2 separate regions of the Delphinus delphis genome follow, and region 1 is linked to region 2. The links are chromatin contacts, called in public Hi-C maps. All regions are on one chromosome and are shown on one strand. The core of a region is the stretch at or near the end of the contact, and the rest is flanking DNA. Distances in the headings are between cores, read along the strand shown.

Region 1 (5,780 bases), core at 671-3,170, 570 kb after region 2:
TCGCGGCCACTCTCCAGCGTGTCCAGCAAGTCCCCGCATTCGAAGTGCATGGCCACCACCAGCGCCCGCTGCGCCTCGGCCTCTTGCTCTGCCGGGTCGCTCTCCCCGGCTCGGTCCTCTTCCTCATCCCCCTCCTCCTCCTCCGGGCAGCCCTCCGTGTGCACCCCTCTCTCTTCCTCCTGCAGCTCCTGCTCCTGCTGTTCGCCGAGCAGATCCTCGGTGATGGAGCCGAGCTTGGGCGCGCTGCGGCTGCGCTCCACCGGCGGCTTGTAGCAGCAGGGTCCGTGCAGGAGCAGCTTGCGCAGGGGCACCAGCGGGATGGTGTGCGCGCCCACCAGCTCCTGCTGTTGGTGACGCGCGTCGTCCCGCCGCTTGAGCCGTTTAAATTCCGCCAGAGCGTTGGCTGACGTCTGGTAGAGCAGCAGGGCCATGGCCTGCGCCTTCTCGGGCTTGGACACCAGCACCGCGTGGCAGCGCAGCATTACCGCCTTGTGTTTGAGCTCGTGCCGGTAAACCCAGGCGAAGACCTTGGGCAGTCGCGCGTCCGCCACGCAGTAGGTAACGCGGTGCAGCAGGTAGAGGTGGCCCGGGCGGCGCAGCGCACGCTCCTCGGCGTGCACCATGCGGATACCCTGCGCACTCACAGTCAGCTTCATCTTGGTGCCCTGACGGCCCGCCTCGCTCTTGCTCCAGATCTTGCCCACCGCTAGGTCGGTGCAGCCGTCGCCGCGCGCCTGGATGGTGGTGGCATTGCCCAAGTAGAGCACGGTGTAAGTTGGGTCCTCGCTGGTGATGTGCAGCTTCTTGCGCTTGGAGCGGAACATGCTGCCCACCCGGCTGAGCGCGCCTTCGGGGCACGCCCGTGCCAGAGAGCTGAGCGCCGAGTAGTGCAGGCTCACCGCGTAGCCCTTGGGTTTGGACGCCTGCCGTGGCGGCGCCTCGGCCAGCAGCTCGAACTTGTGCTTCTTCCACGGCAGCATCTCCGGAGGGCGCCCCAGCGCAGCTGGGCGGCGGCGGCGGAGCGCCGATTGAGAGCCCGGCTGAGCCACCCGCCCCGGCCGGGCCCGGCCGGGGCAAGACCGAAAAATAAAACTCTGCTGGGAGTGGCCCAGTCGGAGGGAGTGGGGGCGGGGGAGATGTTCGAGAACCCCGCCGAAAGAGGTAGGGGTAGAATTTTTTTAAAGAGGATTTAACTGCAAGGAGAGGGGGTGGGTAGGAGCACACAGATTTACCCCAGCCTGGGCAGGACCAGGGCAAAGAGTCTTGGGCAAGCAAAATGAGAGAAAGCACGAGAGTGGAGCAGAAAATGTCTTTAGAAAAAAGGGATGCGTGCGTGCAGCAAAAGCAGCCGGGATGGTGCGAGAATACGCAGGAACTCCTCGGCGAAGGTGAAAAGGGGCCCCCTCGCACACACACACAATCCCCAGGGCTAGGGCCAGAAACCGCGGAAACTCAACCGCGAGTGTGCCCAGGGGTCGGTGCTCCCCACCCCCAAGGGGTGCTGTAGGCAGAGAGCCCCTCGGCTGAGCGGGTCCCAGAATCAGCTGCTTGCCCCGAGTGCGCTCAGATGGTGGGTCCTGCTGGCCGCGGCGGGCCCAGCGCAGCAGTCCCGCCGTGGCTCACTGCATTTTCTCTCCCGCAGGACGCCGGGGACTCTGGCTTCGCCGGCTCACTGTCCGGGCTGGCTCCGCCAGGGCAGCGCCGGCCTCCGAGGGCGGGGCGTGCGCATGGTCGGCTCCGGGGATGGTCGCTACCTCATTTCTTCTCTCCGGAGGGTGTCCGACTGCGCTCCCGGGATCCCCTGGCTCGGCCGCCCGCCTTTGCAGCGCGCCCCCTCCGGTGTCGCGAGCGGTAGCTGCCTCGCCAGCCTCATATCCTTGCCGTCTGGGAGGAAGATCTCGGGTAAATATAGGCCGGCGCGAACCATTCGCCGCGCGGGGACAGGGGAGGAGCAGAGAAGAGGATCTGTTTCGGGCTTGGAAGGCCGGCGGGTTCCTGGTCTCTTAAAGGGACCTGGTTGCAGCCATTGGTTGAGGGAAAGGGGAGAACTGTCCAACCTGGCAATTAAATCCCAAGTTTACCAGCAGAAATTCTGTAGAATTTATCTACAAAAATCGCCAAGACCTTTGGTTACCCCGCAAGAAAAGCAACTTGAATTCTGACACTCCACTCCCAGCCTGAATTGCAACTCACTGATGTGTGTCTCCATCGGAACTTCTGGGGGAGGTGGTGGAGGGTGGGATTTACACTACAAAATACAAAAAGGTTGGGGAAATAGTGATTCTTTCCGTGTGTAATAGTTTTCTGAAATTGACTGGGTGCTGTTTAATTTTTTTTTTCCAAAATTTTATTCTATTAAAGAAAATAAAGAGGAGCAAAGAAAACGCTGAGACTTATCTTTCACTATCTTGGAGCCCTTTCTCCACAGGCAAAGAGCAGATAGTGAAAAGAGAGATGAGTGGTAATGGGATGATTAGCGTGAACACTATAGTATGTGTTTGGTAAATAAGGTGCTTCCAGCTTCTGACCCCCAGCAGTGCCCCCTCCTTCTGTCAGGCCTCAGAGTGGAGCAGTTTTCTGAGATATATTCAATTTCTAAGTGATGCTTGTGTGTGGTTAGAACTCAGTTTATAATTTGGCAGGCCAGTCATTCAGTTTTATTACATCATTGTCACATTATGGATGAGAATTCCTAGTAGAAAATCAAATGATGTTTTTTATTTGTGTCAAATAATGCCCGGCCACCCTCCACAGAGAATGATTAACATTAATCTTTCTTTTCTCTTGTGCCAGCTGGATAATGTCACTTTAATCATCTGGCCGGCTTGACCCTTGGCTAGTAACTCATTTCTGGGCCCTCGAAACAACGGGCTTGCCTCTACGGTCTGCTCAGTCAAAGCAACACCACTTCTAGCTGGAATGTGCAGGTGACCCTGCATCAAACTCCCAAGCTCATCCCAGAGGAGGAGAGTAGGCCCTCCCACTCCCCAGGCCCAGTCTACTGGGGATGTAGATGTCTCTGGCTTCCATACCAGGTTCTGATTTCAAAACAACTGTAACTTCTCGTGGAAATTCTCTGGCCCTCTACCTTTACTAACTTTTAACCTTTCTTTGAACTCTAACCCAATTTTCTAGAGTCACTGGCGCTGCGCTTCAATTTAACTAACTTTCCTGAGTACCTTTTGGTACCAGGCCCTGAGCTGGGAACAGACCTAATTCCTGTCTCCAAGAAGCTCCCAGTCCAATGAAGGATGTAAACTTCACCCACCTCTGGGCTTCTTCTGGAATGTAAGTTCTGTGAGAGCACCCTATCTCCCTCCAGTGCCTGACACTACTTAATTGTTGAATGAATGAATGACATATGCATGTAAACAAGAAGACAGAGGGAACTAAATGCCCTGAGACAAGACCCAAAGTACTCCGAGAAGCTGGAAGAAAAGGTTCTTTGTGACTAGGAAAATCAGAAAAGCTTCCATGGAGGTGGTGAAGTGTGAAATATGGACAGGATTTTGCCACGGAGGGAAGAATTAAAGGGCTTTCCAGATATAGAGAACAGCAAAATTATAGAACATAAAAATGCGTGCATATGTGTAGTTGAGGATGGCATTTGACAATTGTGACAATGAAAGAAGAAAATTTCCCGATCAAGCAAGGATGTCTCCTGATCATGCCCTCCTAGTCTCTGAGGGAAGGAATGGCATTTTCATGGCTGGCTGGTCCCAGACTGTCATTAGACCAAAGCTCTAATGCCTTACTCCTCAGCTGCACTGATGGGTTAATGGAGGTACGGTGTTGGAATGAGCTGGTTAGGACTATAAGAAGCCATTTAAACCGAGGTTAATTCCTCTTCTGCTCCCATTTCTGGAATATCTTGCAGTGGCAATGGAGTAGATGGTATGTGCTCCCAACAAAAAATTCCGATAAAAAACCCACCAAATTAACCTGTGCTAAGTGACCTTTAGCTGGTCCATAATCTCGAAGTCTAGACTCTACAAAAGCAGGCGTCATATTCAAGCAGTTAACATTTCCAAATTACTCAGAGGTCCAGGGACCAGAAGTGTTTGAGCAGGAAGAGAAGGGACCAGTGGTGGGAGCTAAGGCTGGTCTCAGCCTCCACGAGAGGCACCTCTTTGGGCTTCATGCGGTGGCAGGGAAACCAGTGGACCACAGCAGCAGGGAGGACTCCACTGGCGGGCCAGGCTTTCCAGTGGAGCCAGAGTGTCAGACCCAGATGCACAGGCCCACAGAGCTGCTCCTGGGCTGTCTTCTTAATAAGCCTGTTTTCAACCTGGGGAGGACAGAGAAATTCTAGGCAAATGTCAACACTCTGACATGTGAGTCCCGCTCTGTGCAGATTTGAGACACAGAGCAGTTCCAGAAGAGACCTCAGCAAAGTCAGCCGGAAACGGCTTAGAAACTGCATAGGACCGCAGACTGCACTTGTTTTTTATGACACTGCCCCATCTACTGGTGCCAGGCAGAAGTGACACTTGATGAGATGGTTTCTCATAGAACTGGATAAGCCAGTGGTTGAATCAATACACAGCCAAGTCACAGCTGGAAAGAAACCCAGCCTCTAACGTAACATGTAAGAGTCAGCCTTTTAGCGCGCAGGAAGCTTTCAGGCTGGTTTTCTCCCACCTTATTTCTTGCATAACGCTCCTGCCTCTTGGTCCCCCTCCCGCTACACCCCACTGAATGAACACCCCGCTTCAGAGACGATAAATGACGTACCTGGGATCTTCAAAGTCATTCAACAAATATTTGTGGATGTGATTTGTGGGTATACTGTGGATGTGATGTTGTTGCTGGGGATACTGCCCCAAAGCAGACAGACGGGTCTCTGCCCTCATGGGATTTATGTCCTATGGGGAGGCAGATAATCAGCAAACAAATAACTAATAAAGTATCAGTTAGTGATAAGTTTCCGAGGAAAAGAAAACAGTGTTAGGAGTAGGAAGTAGCTGGCTTAGACAGCAGAGCCAGGGAAGGCATCTCTGGGCAGAGACCTGGATGGGATGGAGCCAGCCAGGCAAAGATATGAAGGGAGAACATTCCAACCCGTGTTGGCCAAAGTGGTAGTCACTGGCCACGTGTGGCTAATGAACACTTGACATGTACTTGGTCCAAACTGAGACGTGATGCCAACATGAAATACACTCTGGATTTTAAAGACTTAGTAAGATAAGAAGGATGTAAATTATCTCAATGATTTGATAGTAATTATATATCGAATGATAATATTTTGGCTATTTTGAGTTAATGGAATATACTATTCAAATTAATTTTGCCTGTTTCCTTTTACTTCTTTAATGTGGCTGCTAGAACATTTAAAACTATACATATGGACAGCTTTGTGCTAGGCAAAGGGCACACCCAGTACGAAGTCCCCAAGGTGGGAATGATTCCAGTGGGTTCAAGGACTCTCTGGCTTCAAAAGCCCACTGTGTGATCACAGCCTCTTACCCTTCCAGCCCTCTTCATTCCTTACTCTATCACATCAGTTCTTTAACCTTCTCAAGACATCCAGGATCTACATCAGGCCCACAGAGCTGCATCAGAATTCCTTGGGACAAGTCCTGGATCCCACCCTTAAATGGGAATTTCTGGAGTTAGGGGCCTGTATTAAACTCCTCCATGATAGAACAGTTACTCAAGTTTAGTGAGCCCTGTCCTAGCCCACTTCATTTTTCCCACTATCAACTCCTTCCTAACCTCTTATCCTTGCCTTCCTCCCCATCCAAGACCTTCTGGATGAGCATCGGGTCCACAATTTCTGT
Region 2 (4,989 bases), core at 781-3,280:
ACTGATTCACATAACACATTAATTTTTCTTTATAGTCAAAGAATTGAGGATGAAGAAGCTTGGAGAAAAGACCAGTCTCTTGAGTATTTTCCTGTGTCTACTGACTTCCTATGTAAAATTTAAATTATCTTGTTCTTCATTTGTTATCCATAAATTCCAGGAGTAGTGATCTTATAAAGGTCTGAAAAAATATATTTGTTGAATAAATTCCAGAATAAATGGCAGAGGAAAAATCCACCTTATTGATTGTGTAGGTGGGTGGACTAAAAGGTACAATTCCAGCATTATTTCCCCCTTATTAATGAACAATAATTAGAATGTAATAATACAATGGTAGCACACAGTGGTGGAGATTCTGTGGTACATGTAATAAAGTCTTAATGGATATTTGGGGTTTAGAATTTGTAAACACTCTAGAAAAGCTATGGTTGCTAAACTGTATTTTGTACTTGTTGGATATTTAGACTTTGTTTTAGAGTTTGGTGTTTCTAGCATAGTTTATATTTATTGTTTACTAAGTGTCAGACACTATTCCAACTGCTTTTTATCTATTATCTCTCATAACCCTATGAGGCATAAGTACTAATATTAGCCCCATGTTACATAGGGGTATGATTGCAGCTCAGAGCGATTACCTCCCTTGAAGTCTAACGACTCCTAGTTAGCTGTTAATCCAGCTCTCTGGTGCCTGTGGGAGCAGCTGTGCTCAGGGTCTTCCTACTCTGCCATCTTGCTTCCCCCCGCACATGCCCAAATCCAGCTCTCTTAACCACAATGTCATCTGCTGAAGCTTGTGGTAAAATACACACAACTCGAAGTCTGAGTTATCACTTTCAGTGCTAATCTTGGCTGGAAGTTTGGGCTTTGGAAGTGGTATGGCTTGAGCGGGGATCCATTATTTACTAGCCAACTAGATTTGGGCAGTTCACTTCTCTAAATCTCAATTTCCTCAATTGTAAAGTGCAAATAAGCAAATAATACCTCTACCTCTTACAGCTGTGTGGATTAAATGAACTAAAGTAATACGTGTTACTAAAGTGAGATAATTCTGCCATTGTTCCCCACCCCCCCCCAAGGTGAGTAGCATGTATTGAACATGTTGCTAAGCATTCTTTAGAGGTCCAAGGTTTTTCAGAGAAGTGTTGCTCCAACTGAAAAGAAGAAGAGTTAAAAACGAGATAAATTGTGGTTCTGGGGACCACACTTTGAGAAATAATGGCATGGCACAGTAAACGGGTGAGAGAATTTGTGATTGCATTTGTGCCTGCGTTTTCACCTGCACCTCTTTCAAGCATGCAGACCACTTGTACATGTTTACGTAAACACTGTAGTGTGTCATTGGTCCTCAGAAGACTCAAGTTAATGGGTTTTTATGTAGTTGGCAGTGTCCAGCTATATTGCCAAACCTGCCACTGTGTGACCCGGGGCAAGTGACCTCAGTTATGCTTCAGTTAAGAATTTGCAAAACTACCGGGTACATATTAAGCCTCTTTTAAAGTGTTAAAGTTAAAAAAAAAAAAAAAGTATCCTTTAGATTGCCTCTGGTCCGCCTCAGAGGTGCCAAGTGAGGTGAGCAGGCCATTTACACCTCGGGTGTCAATCCTACTTCACCGAGAATAGGGAGGGAGTTGCTAGTTTAAATTCTTTAGCCCCAGATAGTCTCCAAGGTGTGAAAGGAGTCGGGGAGAGGACTTAAAGCCTTCAAGAAATTAGGGTGGAAAAGGTATATAGAGAAAACTTTTCTTTGTGAGTCCAGTTTAGTCTTTTTGCTACCGAAGTCTTAGCTTCGGTTTCTAGCGTCTGGGGCTGGGCACTTAAGAGGGCCATTTTTCACGGACGGTACAGCCAGCTGGCTTGTATGCCCGAGTCCTCACCGGCTTCTCTGACCACTCTGGGGCGGCTCCTGCGGACCCGCGGCGCATCCCCGATGTAATCCTTCTGAGCCTAGGACCCAGCGGCTGCCGGGCAGTCCTGGCCCCGCCTCTCGGCGCATCAGCGCCCGCGGATTGGCAGCGCGGCTCCGCCTCCGCCATGGCTGCCGCCCGCCGCCGGGGCTACTAAGTAGCTGTAGAGGTACTGTTCTCCGCTGCGGCTCCCCGGCCGCCCTGTCCGCGGGAGGGTGGCGCATGGGTCTCCTCCGAGGCGCGCCCCCATGCGCTCGGGCCATGGCGCGTCTGGGCGCTGTGCGCTCCCACTACTGCGCGCTGCTGCTGGCCGCGGCGCTTGCCGTCTGTGCCTTCTACTACCTCGGCTCCGGCCGGGAGACCTTCTCCAGCGCCACCAAGAGGCTGAAGGAGGCCCGCGCCGGAGCCCCCGCCGCGCCCTCGCCGCTGGTGCCGGAGCTGGCGCAGGGCTCCGTGGCGCCGGCCCCGGGTGCTAAGGCCAAGAGCCTGGAGGGCGGCGGGGCCGGGCCGGTGGACTATCACCTGCTGATGATGTTCACCAAGGCGGAACACAATGCCGCGCTGCAGGCCAAGGCCCGCGTCGCGATCCGCTCCCTGTTGCGCCTCGCTAAGTTCGAGGCGCACGAGGTGCTTAACCTGCACTTCGTGAGCGAGGAGACCAGCCGCGAGGTGGCCAAGGCCCTGCTGCGGGAGCTGCTACCGCCCGCTGCCGGCTTCAAGTGCAAGGTGAGCGGGGCCTCAGCCGGAGGTTCCGGGCGGGTGGCTCGGTCAGCGCGCGCGCCCGGCCAATCTCCAGGGGTCAGGAGGGAGGTGTCTTCGTTGCGCTGCCCACTGCCAACGCCAGTAGAAGCCTACCCTCTCAACCCGATCCCCCTGGCTGAAGTGTGCATTCACAGCACGCTGGAGGCGTCGTCCGGGGGCGTGTCCGGGAGCCTCGTTGTTAGCCGACTACCCTGACCGCGTCTCCCCCTTTAACTGCGGCCTCCTTGAGAATTGGCACTCCCCGTCTTTGCTAGCGTTACAGGATTCAGCAGTCAGTGCCTTCAGAGCCTGCCCCTCTTTTTATTCTTCTCAGTCTTTGACTTTTTTTTTAAATAAATTTATTTTGTTTATTTTGTTTTTGGCTGCGATGGGTCTTCGTTGCTGCGCGCGGGCTTTTCTCTGGTTGCGGCGAGCGGGGGCTACTCTTCCTTGTGGTGCGCAGGCTTCTCATTGTGGTGGCTTCTCTTGTTGGGAACACGGGCTCCAGGTGCGCGGGCTTCAGTAGTTGTGGCTCACGGGCTTAGTTGCTCCGCGGCATGTGGGATCTTCCCGGACCAGGGCTTGAACCCGTGTCTCCTTCATTGGCAGGCGGCTTCTTAACCACTGTGCCACCAGGGAAGCGCCTCAGTCTTTTACTTTTGAGGATGGAGCAGGTCATTTGAACGTACCAATATGCTTCTGGTGCAGAGTCTGCTGGACAGGGTCTTCGGCCGCTTGAATTGTTCAGGTTACAGTGACATTTCTCATAGCTCATTTCTCTAAGGTATTTCAGTCGGAACGTCAAGCCCAAACCCAGCCAGTGTGAACCATCTCATCTCCTCTGTGTGCCCCCTTCTCCCCTACCCTCAAGGGTCCTGAACCCATTTAGAGAAGCACCGGGTTCCTCCCAGGAGGTACAGATAAGATCTGGGGAGAGCAGAGCTAGTCACCTTGTCCCAGGCTGGACCCACCTGCATCCCCATCATCTCGCTTCACCTCCTGGCTCTGCTTGTCAGAGATTGGATTCCTAACTTAGAGTTAATGGTCTCAGTTAAATTGCTTGCCTCGTTTTGACCTAACAGTTGCACAGAGGGGATCCAAGGTCTGATTTTGGGATAGAAATAGTAGGTGATCTTAAAGGATGGAGCCTGATGGTGGGGGGATGGGCGGTGAGGCAAGAGTAGTGTTCCATGTGTTTGTGCCCAATGAGTGACTAAGGGGAGCTGATGCCAGGATCCTGCAGGGTTCAGGGGTCTGTTGTTTGTTGTCTTCAGAATCAAGTTCTAATTTCTTGGTAAGGCTGTCTGTGTTGTGGCCCTGGCTCTCCTCTTCTGCCTACCTTCTTGTCCTCCCCCTCTGTGCACCTTAGATCTTAACTGTACTGAATGTGCCTTTACATAAGCTATACTTTTCACCCAGAATGTCCTTCCTTCCTTCCTGGGCCCTTGGCCACTCTTTACTTAGTTTTCACCTTCCCCCAGGAATGTCCATAGACTTGGGGACAATCTGTGTGCAGCCCTCCACAGCTCTCCTTTCCAGCTTCCCCCCATAGCATCAAAAGTCTGTCTTCTGCCCAGAACAAATGAGCCCATCTGGAACACCCACCGTAGTCAGGGAGAGGTACCTGGGCCTGGATTCCATGGTACAGGAGGCCAAGAATCCAGGTCCTGGAGCTTGTGGCTGGCCAGGCCCTTGACACCCACTGTCTGACTTGGGGTTTTTCAGCCTGGGGCCCATCGCATTTGCCCTAATTGCAGTCTCTGGAAGTAGGGCCTGGCAACCTGTTCCAGGTGGTCCTTGGGACTTTAATGTTTGAGAAATTCTGTGCTAGTCCAAGGGAGAAAACCAAGGGCCCTTGATCATAGGGCCAGTCTGGGCAGAGCTGGGATTTGACCGGCTCTCCAGACACCGCCTTGAAGACCGGCATGTCGTCTCTTCACTTTCTGAGTCAGAGATCACAACTCAGGCCTATCTCCTCCATTTGCTAGGGCTCTACTGTCCCCTTCTCGAGCTCCAGCCACAGTATCTTGTTGCAAACTCAGTGCTTTCCAGCCTACATGCCTCTGCTTCTGTCATTCCACTGTCAGGATACCCTTTCTGTGTGCGTCGCCGAGTCTTGCCCATCTTTGGATACCATCCCCTCCTTGGAGCCGTCCAAGGAACCCCCATTCAAAAGGCACATCTTCCTCTTCCTCGTGTACCTCCCTGGTGCTGTAGACTCTATGACGTCTTATCTCCCACCCCTATGCCTGGCACATAGTGGGCACCGGAAATACTTGTCCAGGGCAGGTCCAGTCTCAGGGCCAGCTTCCCTTCTTGGAGTCCGTGTTTCATGCTTTGACTC

What was found. Hi-C and Micro-C count contacts between places; a contact is called where the count stands out from the background.
Region 1: a Hi-C map of lung shows a contact between it and region 2, with 3 times the contacts expected there. The contact joins the promoter of FAM43A here to the promoter of XXYLT1 in region 2. A contact is called at or near these places in 2 of 3 Hi-C or Micro-C datasets (lung and muscle).

The regions. Positions count from the first base shown.
Region 1 is chr4:73,875,723-73,881,502 of mDelDel1.2, forward strand. It overlaps FAM43A (family with sequence similarity 43 member A), which reads right to left and starts at 1,921. Exons shown (of 2, transcript XM_060010914.1): 1 at 1-1,921. The coding sequence starts at 980.
Region 2 is chr4:73,307,723-73,312,711 of mDelDel1.2, forward strand. XXYLT1 (xyloside xylosyltransferase 1) reads left to right here and starts at 2,031. Exons shown (of 4, transcript XM_060010913.1): 1 at 2,031-2,630. The coding sequence starts at 2,127. It also overlaps the pseudogene LOC132424408.